Regions from separate parts of the Mus musculus genome. Here all the other regions are linked to region 1. Evidence: chromatin contacts called from public Hi-C and promoter capture Hi-C data. All regions are on one chromosome and are shown on one strand. The core of a region is the stretch at or near the end of the contact, and the rest is flanking DNA. Distances in the headings are between cores, read along the strand shown. Region 1 holds the start of Twist1 (twist basic helix-loop-helix transcription factor 1). Region 2 overlaps Hdac9 (histone deacetylase 9). Region 3 has its middle 210 kb from the start of Ferd3l. Region 4 overlaps Hdac9 (histone deacetylase 9).

Region 1 (2,853 bases), core at 191-2,690:
CCTCAGCTTGGGAACAGGGCAGGAGTTCGAGACGCTCACCTCCACGCCCGCAAACTCTGCCCCTGAAACTCTGGCTACTTCCTCCGGACCCAGAATTGCCTTTCTGAGTAAGAGATCACCTTGTACCGGCTCCCTAAATCCCCATCCTACTTAAAAAACAGAAATAAATAAATAAAACATATTTAAAAAATGTAAAGAGCCCTGCAATCACTGGCTTCCATAGCCACTCTCCTTCTTGCTCATTAACCTCTCTGCTTCCACTTTTCCAGAATCCTTTTTGGGGTTTCAAGGTATTTGGTAAAAAAAAAAAAAAAAAAAAAAACAAAACAAAAAAAAAAAAACAAAAAAAACCGCTTGCAATCAACCAACATGGCTGAGTGCATTTGAGGCACCGGGAGCATAACTACTCACAAGATCTCCTAGGAAGACGAGAATATTGATCCCCCACCTTAAATGTATGGACTACCCAAGGTTAGCATGCAGGGCTTAATTTGGAGTTAGCGGACATGAAATGTTCTCAAGGTTCTCCTCCACCTAGGGCTGGCAGCGTGGAGCACCAAGGCTGCTCTATCTTTCCCTAGCTTTGCTCCCTTCAAAAGAACAAGGCTTTTCTCTGTAAAAGAATGAACTCCAGCCTAGGTCCAGCACCTTTGGAAGCACAGTCCTCTGAGAGCAGGGAAACTTTAGATTGGGTCACCGTAGCAGGAAAGGAGAGCCCAGACGTTTCTCCGGGAGGGGTGACACGGCAGGCCAGGGCGCAGATCCATAGCGCCCACGATGTGGCCACGTCTTGAGAACCGCCCTCGACCACAGGGCCAGGCAGCCGCGGGGAATCCCTTGGGACTAGAGGTTTCCGACTAGAGGTTTCCTCTACCTGACCGTTAGATGGACTCGGTTGTTGAAACTTTTCTTGCCTCGCAGCCCGGGCCCGAGCCACCCCCAAAGGGCCCGGAGAACTCCGAGGGATCCCAGGCGGGATGGGACATCACCCAGAGCGTCGAAGCCGCTTGCCACTACTGCTGTCACAGCCACTTGGGGAGGGGGAGACTGCAACAGCGACCCAGACAGTCCCCTGTTTGCGGTGCTGTGCTCGGGTGCGGGGGCGCTGGGCGCGCTCTGGCGCGGAAGGAAATCGCCCCGCGTCCTCCCCGAAGCGGAGGGGGAGAGCTGGGGGGGGGAGAGGGAGGGGAGAGGCGGGCGCAGGGGCTGGCCGCTCGGGCCAGGTCGGTTTTGAATGGTTCGCAGGACGAATTGTTAGACCCCGAGCAAGGGGGGAGGGGGCGAGGGAGGGGGGCTGGAAAGAGGAAACTTTCCTATAAAACTTCGAAAAGTCCCTCCTCCCCACGTCAGGCCAATGACACCGCTGCCCCCAAACTTTCCGCCCGCACGGAGGTATAAGAGCCGCCAAGTCCACAGCCCGCGCCCAACTCTCAGACACCTCGCGGGCTCGCCAGCACCGGCACCGGCTGCGCCAGGCCGGAACGGGGCGCGCTTGCGGCCGTCGGGCGCCTTCTTTTTGGACCTCGGGGCCCTCCACACCGTCCCCTCCCCCGCCCGCCTCCCTCCCCGCCTCCAGCGCCCTCCCCGCGGAGGTCCCCCCACCCCCATCCCGCCTCCCTGCGTCCTCCGGGCCGCACCGCCCGGGCCGGCGCCGAGCGCGGGGAAGCTGGCGGGCTAGGGCGCCCCGCTCCTCTGCTCTACCCTCCCCCGTCCCGGCTCCGCGAGGCCGCACGTCGCCGCCCGCGAGATGATGCAGGACGTGTCCAGCTCGCCAGTCTCTCCGGCCGACGACAGCCTGAGCAACAGCGAGGAGGAGCCGGACCGGCAGCAGCCGGCGAGCGGCAAGCGCGGGGCTCGCAAGAGACGCAGCAGTCGGCGCAGCGCGGGCGGCAGCGCGGGGCCCGGCGGGGCCACGGGCGGGGGCATCGGAGGCGGCGACGAGCCAGGCAGCCCGGCCCAGGGCAAGCGCGGCAAGAAATCTGCGGGCGGAGGCGGCGGCGGCGGCGCGGGCGGAGGTGGTGGCGGCGGCGGCGGCAGCAGCAGCGGGGGCGGGAGCCCGCAGTCGTACGAGGAGCTGCAGACCCAGCGGGTCATGGCTAACGTGCGGGAGCGCCAGCGCACGCAGTCGCTGAACGAGGCGTTCGCCGCCCTGCGCAAGATCATCCCCACGCTGCCCTCGGACAAGCTGAGCAAGATTCAGACCCTCAAACTGGCGGCCAGGTACATCGACTTCCTGTACCAGGTCCTGCAGAGCGACGAGCTGGACTCCAAGATGGCAAGCTGCAGCTATGTGGCCCACGAGCGGCTCAGCTACGCCTTCTCCGTCTGGAGGATGGAGGGGGCCTGGTCCATGTCCGCGTCCCACTAGCAGCGGAGCTCCCCACCCCCTCTGCAGGCCGGAGACCTAGGTAAGGACCGGCTCCAGGGATCGATCGGGCCAGGCCGCGGGTCCCCTGTTCACCTCGCCACCGTGCTGGGTATCCCCCCCCCATCCCCCTCCACTCTCCTCGCTGCCCTCCACCTAGCCAGGCACCGCCACCTCATTCCACCCGCATCCCTGGCAAGCAGTTCAGTCCCCACAGGGGAAACAGGTCCTAGGGTCGGGGAGAACCAGTGTGCCCAGGAGAGGTGTATGTGTGTGTGCGCGTGCGGGGGTGTGCATGACAGAAGATTGAGAAAGTCAAGCATAGGGGCCTTGTGCCCAAAACGCCATCCCCCAAACCCCTTTCTTTCTTCTTTAAAATTCCCTTCTTAAAACAACTGTTTCCAAATTCCACCCCCTCCTTTCCGCCCACCCACTTCCTCTTGCCCTTGGGCTGAAATCCTTCCAGGTTGTTCAGCGAAAATTCTCGC
Region 2 (3,210 bases), core at 324-2,823, 180 kb after region 1:
CTTAGGGCGTCTCTTAGTACTACCATGTCCTGTGATTAAAGTCAATGGGAAACTACAACAGCCTAATCCAAGCAGGATGACAAAGGACGAAGACCCATCAGGAATGAAGGTATGGGTCAATCCTCCAGGAAAAGAGCCAAGACCTGCTGAGGTGCTGGCTGAAGGGGAAGGAAATACAGAATGGGTAGTAGAGGAAGGTAGTTATAAATACCAATTAAGGCCACGTAACCAGTTGCAGAAACGAGGATTATAAAGTAATATGAATGCCCATTGTAAATTTACAAATGCGTTTGCGATTGTACGAGGGATAGTTATATCATGTTAGGCGTATTCACAACCTTGTTATTGTTTCATGTGAACATGAGATATTATTTGTGTCAAGTTGACAAGGGGTGGATTGTAGTGGCTATTCCCGGTTGTCAACTTGACTATATTTGGAATGAACTACAATCCAGAATTGGAAGGCTCACCAGTGACTCTTATCTGGAGGCTTGGAGATCCTTATCTGGATCTTGGTTTGAAGATCTTGAGCCATAGTGGCTATGGATTCCAGAAGATTGAATCTCCGAGTTTAAGGAACACACCTTTAATCTGGGCTACGCCTTTCATCTGGGATTAAAGGTGTGGTGGAACACACCTTTAATCTGGGCTACACCTTCTGCTGGAGACAATATAAGGACATTGGAAGAAGGGAGTCTAGCTCTAGCTCTTGCTCCTGCTCCTTCGCCTGCTTGCTGCGTGAGACTGAATAACTGCTAGATCCTTGGACTTCCATTCACAGCTGCGACTGAACAATTGTTGGGAATTGAGCTGCCGACTGTAAGTCATCAATAAATTCCTTTATTATCTAGAGACTATCCATAAGTTCTGTGACTCTAGAGAACCCTGACTAATACAGAAGTGAAGGGAAGGGAAGGGAAGGGAAGGGAAGGGAAGGGAAGGGAAGGGAAGGGAAGGGAAGGGAAGGGAAGGGAAGGGAAGGGAAGGATTTGCTAGGTTGCTCCCTCACCACTGTATTCAGATGAATTTCTCTGAGCACTCTACACTTTGCTGTTAAGTTTACCTTAATCAAACACTGCCTCTTCTATTATATAAGTCACTTGTTGTTTTTAAATTGCTTGTAGGATTCCCATTCTTCACACACCAGCCAGTAAGACAGCGCAGGCATATTCAGTGAGCATTGTGATGCCTGTTTGCCTCCTCACACTGAAATCCAGAGACATCTGGATCAGATGGTGCCCAGGCAGGAATCTTCCTCTTAGCCGACTACAGCATCCTGAGGATGGCTGGGCTTGGAGATCATCACTCTGCATTCTCTTTGTTCTTTCCCAAGGAACTTTGGAAGATTCCATGTGAGCATGCTTTAAAGGCACTTCTGCTAACTTTAACTCTTTTCTCTCCGCCTTACATGTTTACAGACCAGGGCAGGTGAACACTGTGCATCTATCATCTGCACTTGGGCATGATCTACTCTCATAATATAATTTAACATCAACCAATATGGAGTCTACCCCATATCCAGGGAAGCATCTTAAAGTCCGGAAATAAACATTCTGGGATGCTCTGCAAGCCAGATGTGCGGGCTGTTAGATGGCATTGTGGAAGAAAAGAGAATAAACCCAAGCCCGTTAAACTTAGGATATTCCCAGAGCGGCTTGCTTTTTTCTGCTCTTTGCAAAGTTGTGGCAGGAAGTTCTTTAGCCCCTTTTAACTATTTATCTATACTCTGCTAATATTGATTAGAACAGGAAGCCAGGGACATACGTGAGATTAATGCTGCGATGTGCAGATCGCAACTTGTACCTAAACCAAGGAAGATATCTATGAATGTGTTGAAGCCAGTAACGTCTCTTCTTTCTCAGTCACACCCCACAAGTCACCATAATTCAATGCCACATTCACTAACTGTAATGTTGTCAGAAAACCTTATTGGCACTATGAGATTCAGTGTCCTTCTTCCCTTGGTCATTTGGAAGGCTAAGTAATCTCTGTAGATTACAAGAAAACCGTTTTTGCAGTGATGAGCCTGCTTCACTCAAAAACCAGCCCTCTGGGTCAAAAAACTCTGATCACTCTCTGTAATGCTCCAAGAAATGGCTGCCAAATTTCTGGCTCGTGACTGACGGTTCATATTCACGCTGGTGCACTTTCAAACACAAACCATCCCCAGCCTGTCTTTGTTCTTTTCGAGATGTCTGTTTCCATCATCCTAAGAAAATGCAAAAACAGTCAAACACAGGTGTGTGGGCGTGGCCTAACAACTAAGGTTCATTTCTTTTCCTTTTCTTTTTTCTCTTTTGAGGGGAGTTCTGTTTTAATGTACAGGAAAAAGTCACAAAGGCTGATCCTAAAGCTTTGACATGCTCCGTAGCTGTCTGACATTCCTTCTGAAGTCCATGGGAATTCTACACTCCATAGAGTCTGGACTGTAATTGCTAAATTATGAAATATTCAAGGGAAAAGAGACTGAAAGTTAACTCGTGGGGAGGGAGAGTCCTACATGCAGAAAAAGTGAGTTTGTTGTTGTTGTTGTTGTTACTGGAAAAATGGGTGTTTAAACAGCACATTTATTTCGTTTTAATTTCTGGGCTGTCAGACATCAGCTCTGAGGCCCTGATTCGGAACACATGCGGGGCCTCTTTGAAGTTCTTGCTGCTTTAAAAAAAATAACAATGGCAAAAAGATATAAAGAAATTAAACTGCAGCATAATCATAAACCAGAACCTCTGGGCTCCTGATGTACAAAGTTTCTTTCTTTCTAGGTTTTCCAGCCTTTGTTTTCAAATTCCTATTAAGAACCATGACTTGCATGCTTTTTTTTTTCCTCCTTAAGGTTAATATTCACCTACTGCTTCAAAAAGTCAGGCATTTTAATTTTATTTTATTCAACTGAAAAGAAGTTTATTGTGTCTTTTTAAAAGCAAGACAGGAATGGGAAAATCCAGAGAAATTTACTAAGTGGCATCTTTTACATTTTTTAAAAAAATAAAAGCCATAGAAATATTATGTTTAGCTTTTAAAGAACCCAAATTCTCTTGGTATAAGGACAAAAATGTTAAGAATTTTGAATCAGGCCAAAGAAAATGTCTATCTGGATTTCATGTTCTAATGATAAAGGTTCAGATTTCAAGAGTACTTAATAAAAATGTTTACCATGCTTGCCACGTCTACCATGTTTAAAACACATAACCCCATATCTGCATGTCTAAA
Region 3 (3,218 bases), core at 146-2,645, 240 kb before region 1:
GGAATTTCTCACTAGTAATTTGTATTTTCCTCCAACTTTAGGATTGTAGTATTTAGCAATTAAGGAGTTTCCATGAGTATATGCCCTTAAGAAAGAATGAGTTCAAATATGAAAAACAATTTAAAATTTTGGCAATGTAAAATGACTGAAGATTTATGTCAATATAAAATTTCTCTATGTATAAAGGGCTTTGACAGCTATTATATCATTTGCTTCTCTCAACAGCCCTGGCTGGCAAAGAAGTGCTATTTTTTCCCATTTCCCAGATGTAAGAGTCCAAGGCTCCAAATGTTTGCATGCCTTGCCTTTGAACAATGTTCTACTTAACCGGTGAGACTTGAACTCAGTTTTGTCTGATTCCAATGGTCTCTCTTTCCTACATCATTTGCCAAAGTAGCTAAGCTCAAAAGATGAAAGGTGACTAGTTCTTTCCAAAATTAGAAGTGAAATGATACACTATTTCAATGCATTTTATTCTGCTTTAAATGAAGAAACAAAAGTTCTGGATTATTTACATGCAGAAAAAAAATTTTCTTCCTCAGTTTGATGCTTTTTCCAATCGAAGAGATTTAGGGACGTGGCTTCAGGAATGATGGCGGACGTCAACATTCAAACCCGTCAATAAAGTCTTTGAGTGTCTCAGTTGTCACTGAAATTCAAAATCTCTGTGTTTCTTCTGGTTAATTAATATTGTTTTAAATAAACCTGGAAGAACTTCTTTGAGAAAAGAAAGAAAGAAAAAGAAAGAGAAAGGAATCTAAGATTGAATGGAATTTACAAGCTCATTTGAAGAAGTCTCCACTGTTTTTTCCTTACGAATGTAATGCGTCCCCAGATGGCAGTCTTTGTAGTTTGTGGCCCTGATTCAAAAGGCATATTAACTGCTATTCTCCAAGCTGCATCGAGCATTTACAGGCCTCCCCACAGAATGGGTTCAGTAGTAATTAAAATAACACCCTTCCTCCGGGTGAAGTTACACTGGGGAGCCCTGGGATGTTTTTCTTTCCTTCCTTTGGGTAAATCCCCCCTCAAGTCCAAATATGAAAAAAAATTGAAATGGTGTTTAAAAGAAAGAAGTTGGAGTTAAAGAGGGGTTAGGTAAGAGGAGAGGCACACAAAATAATATCACCAATGTTCCATAAATTATGGTCAAATTCTCTACCACTGATAGACAAATAGGTCTAAAAAAAAAAAAAAAAGGAAAGAAAAAGAAAGAATGAAAGAAAGAACGGGAAAATATCATTCACTCACTGTAGCAGCAGGAAATCAAGGAAAGAAAATAAACAGGCCTGGAATTGAGTGCCTTTAAGCTCTAGTCAGACAGTTTCGCTCTGTGTATTTGTGTGCTGGTAAATGGCGAAGGGGAGGCAAAGGGATGGGGGCTTATGGGATTCTCGGGACTCCCACAGCTACCAGGCCAGCTGTACAAACACGCACAAGCTTTGTTGAGGTACGGTGAGGAACAGGCTGAAGCTGCCGCGCTATCTGACCTATAAATCCCTCCCAAAAGCTGTACTTGAAGGGAAGCCAGGAGTCCTGTGTAAATGTTTCCTCCAGCCAGAAGCTGGTTGTCGGTCACCTCTGCCAGGTCTCTGTCTGTCTCTCAGTGGCTACTCTAGCCGGCTATATTTGAAGTAGCACAGCTAGCTACACGTGTAAATGACAATCTTAAATTCTGCTTCCCCTCTAGACCAAACAAAAAGGAAATAAAGACTCAAAAACTCCACCTCCCTGACTTGTATTTTGTAGCAAATTGTCCACAATTAGGAACAATCTCTTTAGGCGAAGCTGCAGAGCTTTAAAATATTCCATTTCAAATGCAGTAAGTGAATGAGCTTAATGCCTTGACATCCTTAAATATACGCTTCTGTAAACATCGTGGACCCCGTGGATCTGAACCCTGTGCCCCAAGCAACATTGCTTCCTTTGTCCCTTTTTTTCGCTCTGTCTTTTGTGACTCACAATCTCAATCTCATCGCAGTCGGAGCATCTTGACTGCAATCAGCCCACGGACCTAAATTGCTAACCCCAAGGAGAAACTTGCAAGGTTTCGTTCTCTTTTCTAAACATTTCTGAACTTCATGTGACCTCCTTTTATGAAGTCTCCAATTGGCATCCAAACACCTTAAACATCATGCAATCACTAAGCCATATATAGACCATTAAAAACTAGGAGAAAGCTATGTTAAAAAAAAAAAAAAGACAAGTGAAACAGATTAAATTTAAGTAGAAAATAGCTTTTGTAAACACTGAGAAAGCCAGCAGTGACTCAATGTTTAAAATACTTAGAAACGACTTTAGAGTTAAAAAAAAAAAAAAAAAAAAAAACAAAAAACCCGGAGGGAAAGCAAAAGGACAATCCGCACTGCAAACAGAAGGCGCGCACCCAGAGAGCTAGCTGCTCACCTATGTGTGGCTTGCTCTGAGAATTTAGAGGTATATACTTTTGGTAGCATTCAAACCTATTAGATACATATCGATATTAATCAAAAGTTACATCCCCCCCCCCCCCGGAGATAACATTCTGGAATAATCGGAAGGTTTACTGAGCCTTTCCAGCCTGCTCATCACTAGGCTATGCCCTGGACTGGAAAGAGGAAAATTATTGACCTTGCCATCTTACCAGAACCTGTGCTCAAGAAGGGGCATAACAAAACCACAGCACAGAAAGCCCAGCCCTTGTAAGAGTGAGAAGCAGAACAGCAGAGACAAGCAGGAAAGACTCACAGACAGGGAGTTAATAAAATATCCCAGAACATCATGGTCTTTTTATAATACATCCCACGATAACTGTGAAAAACTCCCATCCCATTAAAATAAGGATGAAGTGAGCATCGAGGGATGGCTTGTAGCGAAAGAGCTGCCGCCATGTGAGTCATCTCTTGTGAAGTGTTTAGCTCAGCACAGCCAACCTAAGAGGAGCCCTGGAGCCCTGACTCCTGGCTCCCGTTCAGAACGCAGGATCTGCTCATTTAGATTACACAAAGTAGCAAATAAACTTGCAGAGTATACAGCTTCATGCCTCTTGCTGCAGCCTTTTTAAGTGAAGAAGTCAAGTTTTAGCCGGTCTCTAAGAACTCCAAACAGTCTGGTAATACCATTCTATTATTTCATTATTATTTTTTCTAAACCACTGCGACAAAATTGCTGAGATAATCAAACTTAGAAGCAGGAAAAAGAAATCACTTGGGCTCATGTTTTGAAAGATTTCAGGCTGT
Region 4 (3,110 bases), core at 396-2,895, 240 kb after region 1:
ACAATGGAAACCTATTGGCCAAGTGATTTAAATAGCAAAAATGTACTTTCTTAGATTCCTGAAGACAAGACATGGGGAAGTGGCCTGCTTAGGGTGGTTGGTTCTGTTGGGGACCCTCTTCATGGCTTGGAAGTGTTCACTCCCCAAGCCTTTCCTTGATCTTTGAATTTGTTCTGTGAACAAGCTCTCTGCTGTAGTCTCTACAAGGGCACTGATGGATTCAATGTAGGGCCTGGCCCTTAGAACCACTCGTAGTCCTTATTTACCACTCAAAGGTCCCATCTCCAAGTACCACATACTGGGTTTTAGGGATGAGCATATGAATGGTGGAGTACACAAACACTCAGTGTACAAGAGTACTTACTGGAAAATGAGTTAGTATTTCAAGTGAGCTGAGGACACTATGACTCTTAAGTTTTCTGATCCAAGCTGATCTCATGATCATGATTGGAAAAATTCTATGAAGATTCTCTTACATTTCTCTAAGAAGAGAGAGATGCTAGAGAGTAGGTCTTAGTTCTGTCTTCCTAATGCTGTTCTCTCTGACTGCTTATTGTTTACTTAGGGGCAGCTATATACACCATGGTCTTAGAGAGCTCCTGTCCTGTAGCCCCTCTACACAGAATACTCAGAAAGAGTTTAATTGTCCACAGGACCATGCATATTATTAGAACACTTTTATCATGTTTATTTAAAAAATGCAAAATACACTTAAGTCTGATGGTATCACTCATGGATTGACTATTCAAAGATAGGATACAAGGGGCAGGAAATGATTGAGGAGATTGCATGTCCTGTAGCCTTCCTAGCACAAGCAAATCTCTGAGAGCGCTAAGAATGGATACTTCTTTATTCATGCAGATGCATACTCTGTCCTTACCAACTGGTGGCAAGTAGTGACCCCATCACTACTCAGTGGGTCCTGGAAAGGGCGCTTCCATGTTTGTTTGTTTGTTTTTTTTTTTTTTTCTATTTGGCTTCCGAATGGAATGGGAGGCATTCTCTTTTGTGGAACCTCTTTGTGAAAGAGTCTGAAAATGGGGATTTCATTCTGTAGGCTCTCCTGAGGGGTCTTTATTCCTCGGGGTGTCTCCCAGCACAGGAGGGCTCCTCACTGATTTCTCTACTTCAAAGGTGCATCAATAATAATCCTCCTTATTATAGATTCCGACCTGGCCTGCTGCTATGATGATTAATTGGGAGGCATTGTCAAGTTTTGTTTTTCATTTTATTTTTTATTCGGTTATATTGTATGGTGTGGAATTATTTTTCTCTTCTGCTGGGGGAGTGGGAAGAGGCATAGTGAAAATATTTAGAGAAGTAATCATTTGCTTTAAAAATGGAAATCGGGCTTCTGTGTTGTGAGGAATGTATGTACATAACACTGAAACTTAACACTGGTAAATGATCTGCCTACCTCAAAGTGAAGCTGCTGCCTTCCTACAGTGGCCTTTAACCCTGCCCTTTCCTCCAATCTGAGAAGAGCTGATGTTGATGGAACATATAATGGCCCCTTTCCTGTGTAGTAAAGTCAGCAATAAAGCTTAGTAATTAAGGGTACCAGGGAGGCCCAGCCCAGCAGGCTAGCGGTGTGGCGAACACTTTCAGAACTTCAAACAATATCAAAGTCACTGAGAAATGGGCCTAGCTCAGTTCTGGTTTGAATTAAGCCTCACTTCCACACGCACTTTTCAAATCCAAGCTCAAACAAGAAAGCCAAGGCCTTCTGGATTTCATTAGAGCCAATTATCTTATCTGTTTCATCTCAGGCCTGACCCTAAGGCTGGCAAACAGCTATTCAGTGCATTTGTGTGGTTGTTTGAGAAAGCCTCCAGTCAGCCAATGGCCCGAGGACCTGCTAATTAAAACACCGTTGCCCCCCTGCCTCTAGTGATTAAATATTTTCAAGCTTTTGTAAATAATTTTTCCATTCTTTGCCCCAAGCCTCAAAGGTCCAATACATGCAGTAATTTATTTAGTTTGTCAGAGAATACTGTTGGAAATAGGGTCATAATGGGACCTTTGGAAACTTTTATACGTCTTCATACTTCTGAAAGTGACAGTTTATAAACCAGCCCAATGTGTATACTGTTTCTGATGTAATTATGTCCTAATGGCCTTTCTCCTTTTGAAGTAATATAGTGTATAACAGGCTTACATTTTGTCAATAATCATATTTCCTCAAATGTCTACTTGATATCTAGAGTCAGAATTTAATGAGATCATTTAGGGCCTAGAAATTGTATCAAGGTACTTCGGCTTTTCATTTTTTGCTGGAGGCTGGGTCACAGCCCTAGATTAGCTCTGGAAGAAGACAGCTAAACAATGAAAAGGCCTCTTACTTGCTGTCTGTGAGGACCTGGTGGCAAACACTGAACTTTCTCCAGAGTCAAATCCTAACAAATTCGCAAGCGACCAATGTGCCGGTGAAGCTATAAGAGAAGGGCTATTCAGAGAGAAGAACCTCAAGCATTAGAATCACTGAATTCAAAATACTCCTGGGCCTAATGTGTGCTGGGAAAAAAAATCTGAGATGAAGTTTCCTGGCAAACAGACTATGAAGAATCCGAAGACAATAAGGCCTATCTCTCCCACTCAGATATACACTGAAACACAAAAGGGCCTGGTAAACACTCCGAGAAACTCACATACTTCATTGCCTCCCATGATCCCAGGGCCACGTGCAGAGAAGTGTATGTGACTGGAAACAAAATCCCCTACAACAGAGGCAGACAGAGCAGATGACCACAGACAGACACCGTTCTCGTCTCCTGGCTGGGGCACAGCCATCCTCAAGTATGGCTCTTACAGCCAATCCAGTCACCTTTTATTAGAGGAAAATAAAAAAAGGAGAATTTTGTTTGTTGTTGTTGTTGCTCTTTTTGAAGTATTACAAGAAGAAATTTCAGCTCATTAGCTGCATCCAGTGTGCATTAAACACACCCATGAAAAGGAACTATTCCGCTGAACAGCTCTGCCTCTGTTGTTCTTAAAGTGACACTTTGGTCCTACTCTAAATAATGGGCTTTTAATAAAAACATTCACCAAAGGCAAACAATTAAACAATACATAAAGCACCAGGGGGCAGCCTTGTGGTTCAGTTACAGTTA

The links. Promoter capture Hi-C pulls out the DNA fragments that hold promoters and counts their contacts. A called contact is a pair of places that touch in the nucleus more often than the background predicts.
Region 2: a promoter capture Hi-C map of cranial neural crest shows a contact between it and region 1. The contact joins the enhancer-like site here to the promoter of Twist1 in region 1. A contact is called at or near these places in 4 of 39 promoter capture datasets (the 3T3-L1 cell line, 3T3-L1-derived adipocytes and cranial neural crest), 1 of 484 Hi-C or Micro-C datasets (adipose-derived mesenchymal stem cells), 1 of 115 datasets of contacts at active chromatin or transcription factors (craniofacial prominence) and 1 of 9 other capture datasets (pancreatic islet).
Region 3: a Hi-C map of uterus shows a contact between it and region 1, with 3 times the contacts expected there. The contact joins the enhancer-like site here to the promoter of Twist1 in region 1. A contact is called at or near these places in 1 of 39 promoter capture datasets (hippocampal neurons), 7 of 484 Hi-C or Micro-C datasets (nephron progenitors, palatal mesenchyme and uterus) and 3 of 115 datasets of contacts at active chromatin or transcription factors (embryonic forebrain, embryonic limb bud and neural progenitor cells).
Region 4: a promoter capture Hi-C map of second pharyngeal arch cranial neural crest shows a contact between it and region 1, with 10 times the contacts expected there. The contact joins the enhancer-like site here to the promoter of Twist1 in region 1. A contact is called at or near these places in 7 of 39 promoter capture datasets (the 3T3-L1 cell line, 3T3-L1-derived adipocytes, cranial neural crest and 3 more), 5 of 484 Hi-C or Micro-C datasets (the 3T3-L1 cell line, cranial neural crest and embryonic fibroblasts), 5 of 115 datasets of contacts at active chromatin or transcription factors (the NIH/3T3 cell line, craniofacial prominence, embryonic fibroblasts and 2 more) and 4 of 9 other capture datasets (adipose tissue, embryonic stem cells, embryonic tail and 1 more).

Annotation. Positions count from the first base shown.
Region 1 is chr12:33,956,231-33,959,083 of GRCm38.p6, forward strand. Twist1 (twist basic helix-loop-helix transcription factor 1) reads left to right here and starts at 1,441. Exons shown (of 2, transcript NM_011658.2): 1 at 1,441-2,408. The coding sequence starts at 1,748. The coding sequence ends at 2,368.
Region 2 is chr12:34,131,123-34,134,332 of GRCm38.p6, forward strand. All of the region lies in intron 24 of Hdac9 (histone deacetylase 9), which reads right to left. Among named protein-coding and RNA genes, the nearest start is that of Gm40384, 46 kb to the left of the region's middle. Within about 2 kb of position 1,574, at least 13 of the 459 cell types and tissues checked have an H3K27ac peak or open chromatin away from gene starts, as enhancers often do.
Region 3 is chr12:33,716,361-33,719,578 of GRCm38.p6, forward strand. No RefSeq gene overlaps it. Among named protein-coding and RNA genes, the nearest start is that of Ferd3l, 210 kb to the right of the region's middle. Within about 2 kb of position 1,396, at least 36 of the 459 cell types and tissues checked have an H3K27ac peak or open chromatin away from gene starts, as enhancers often do. A contact at or near this core is called in uterus, where this site is marked.
Region 4 is chr12:34,198,591-34,201,700 of GRCm38.p6, forward strand. All of the region lies in intron 23 of Hdac9 (histone deacetylase 9), which reads right to left. Among named protein-coding and RNA genes, the nearest start is that of Gm51984, 15 kb to the right of the region's middle. Within about 2 kb of position 1,646, at least 27 of the 459 cell types and tissues checked have an H3K27ac peak or open chromatin away from gene starts, as enhancers often do. A contact at or near this core is called in craniofacial prominence, embryonic limb bud, embryonic tail and 1 more, where this site is marked.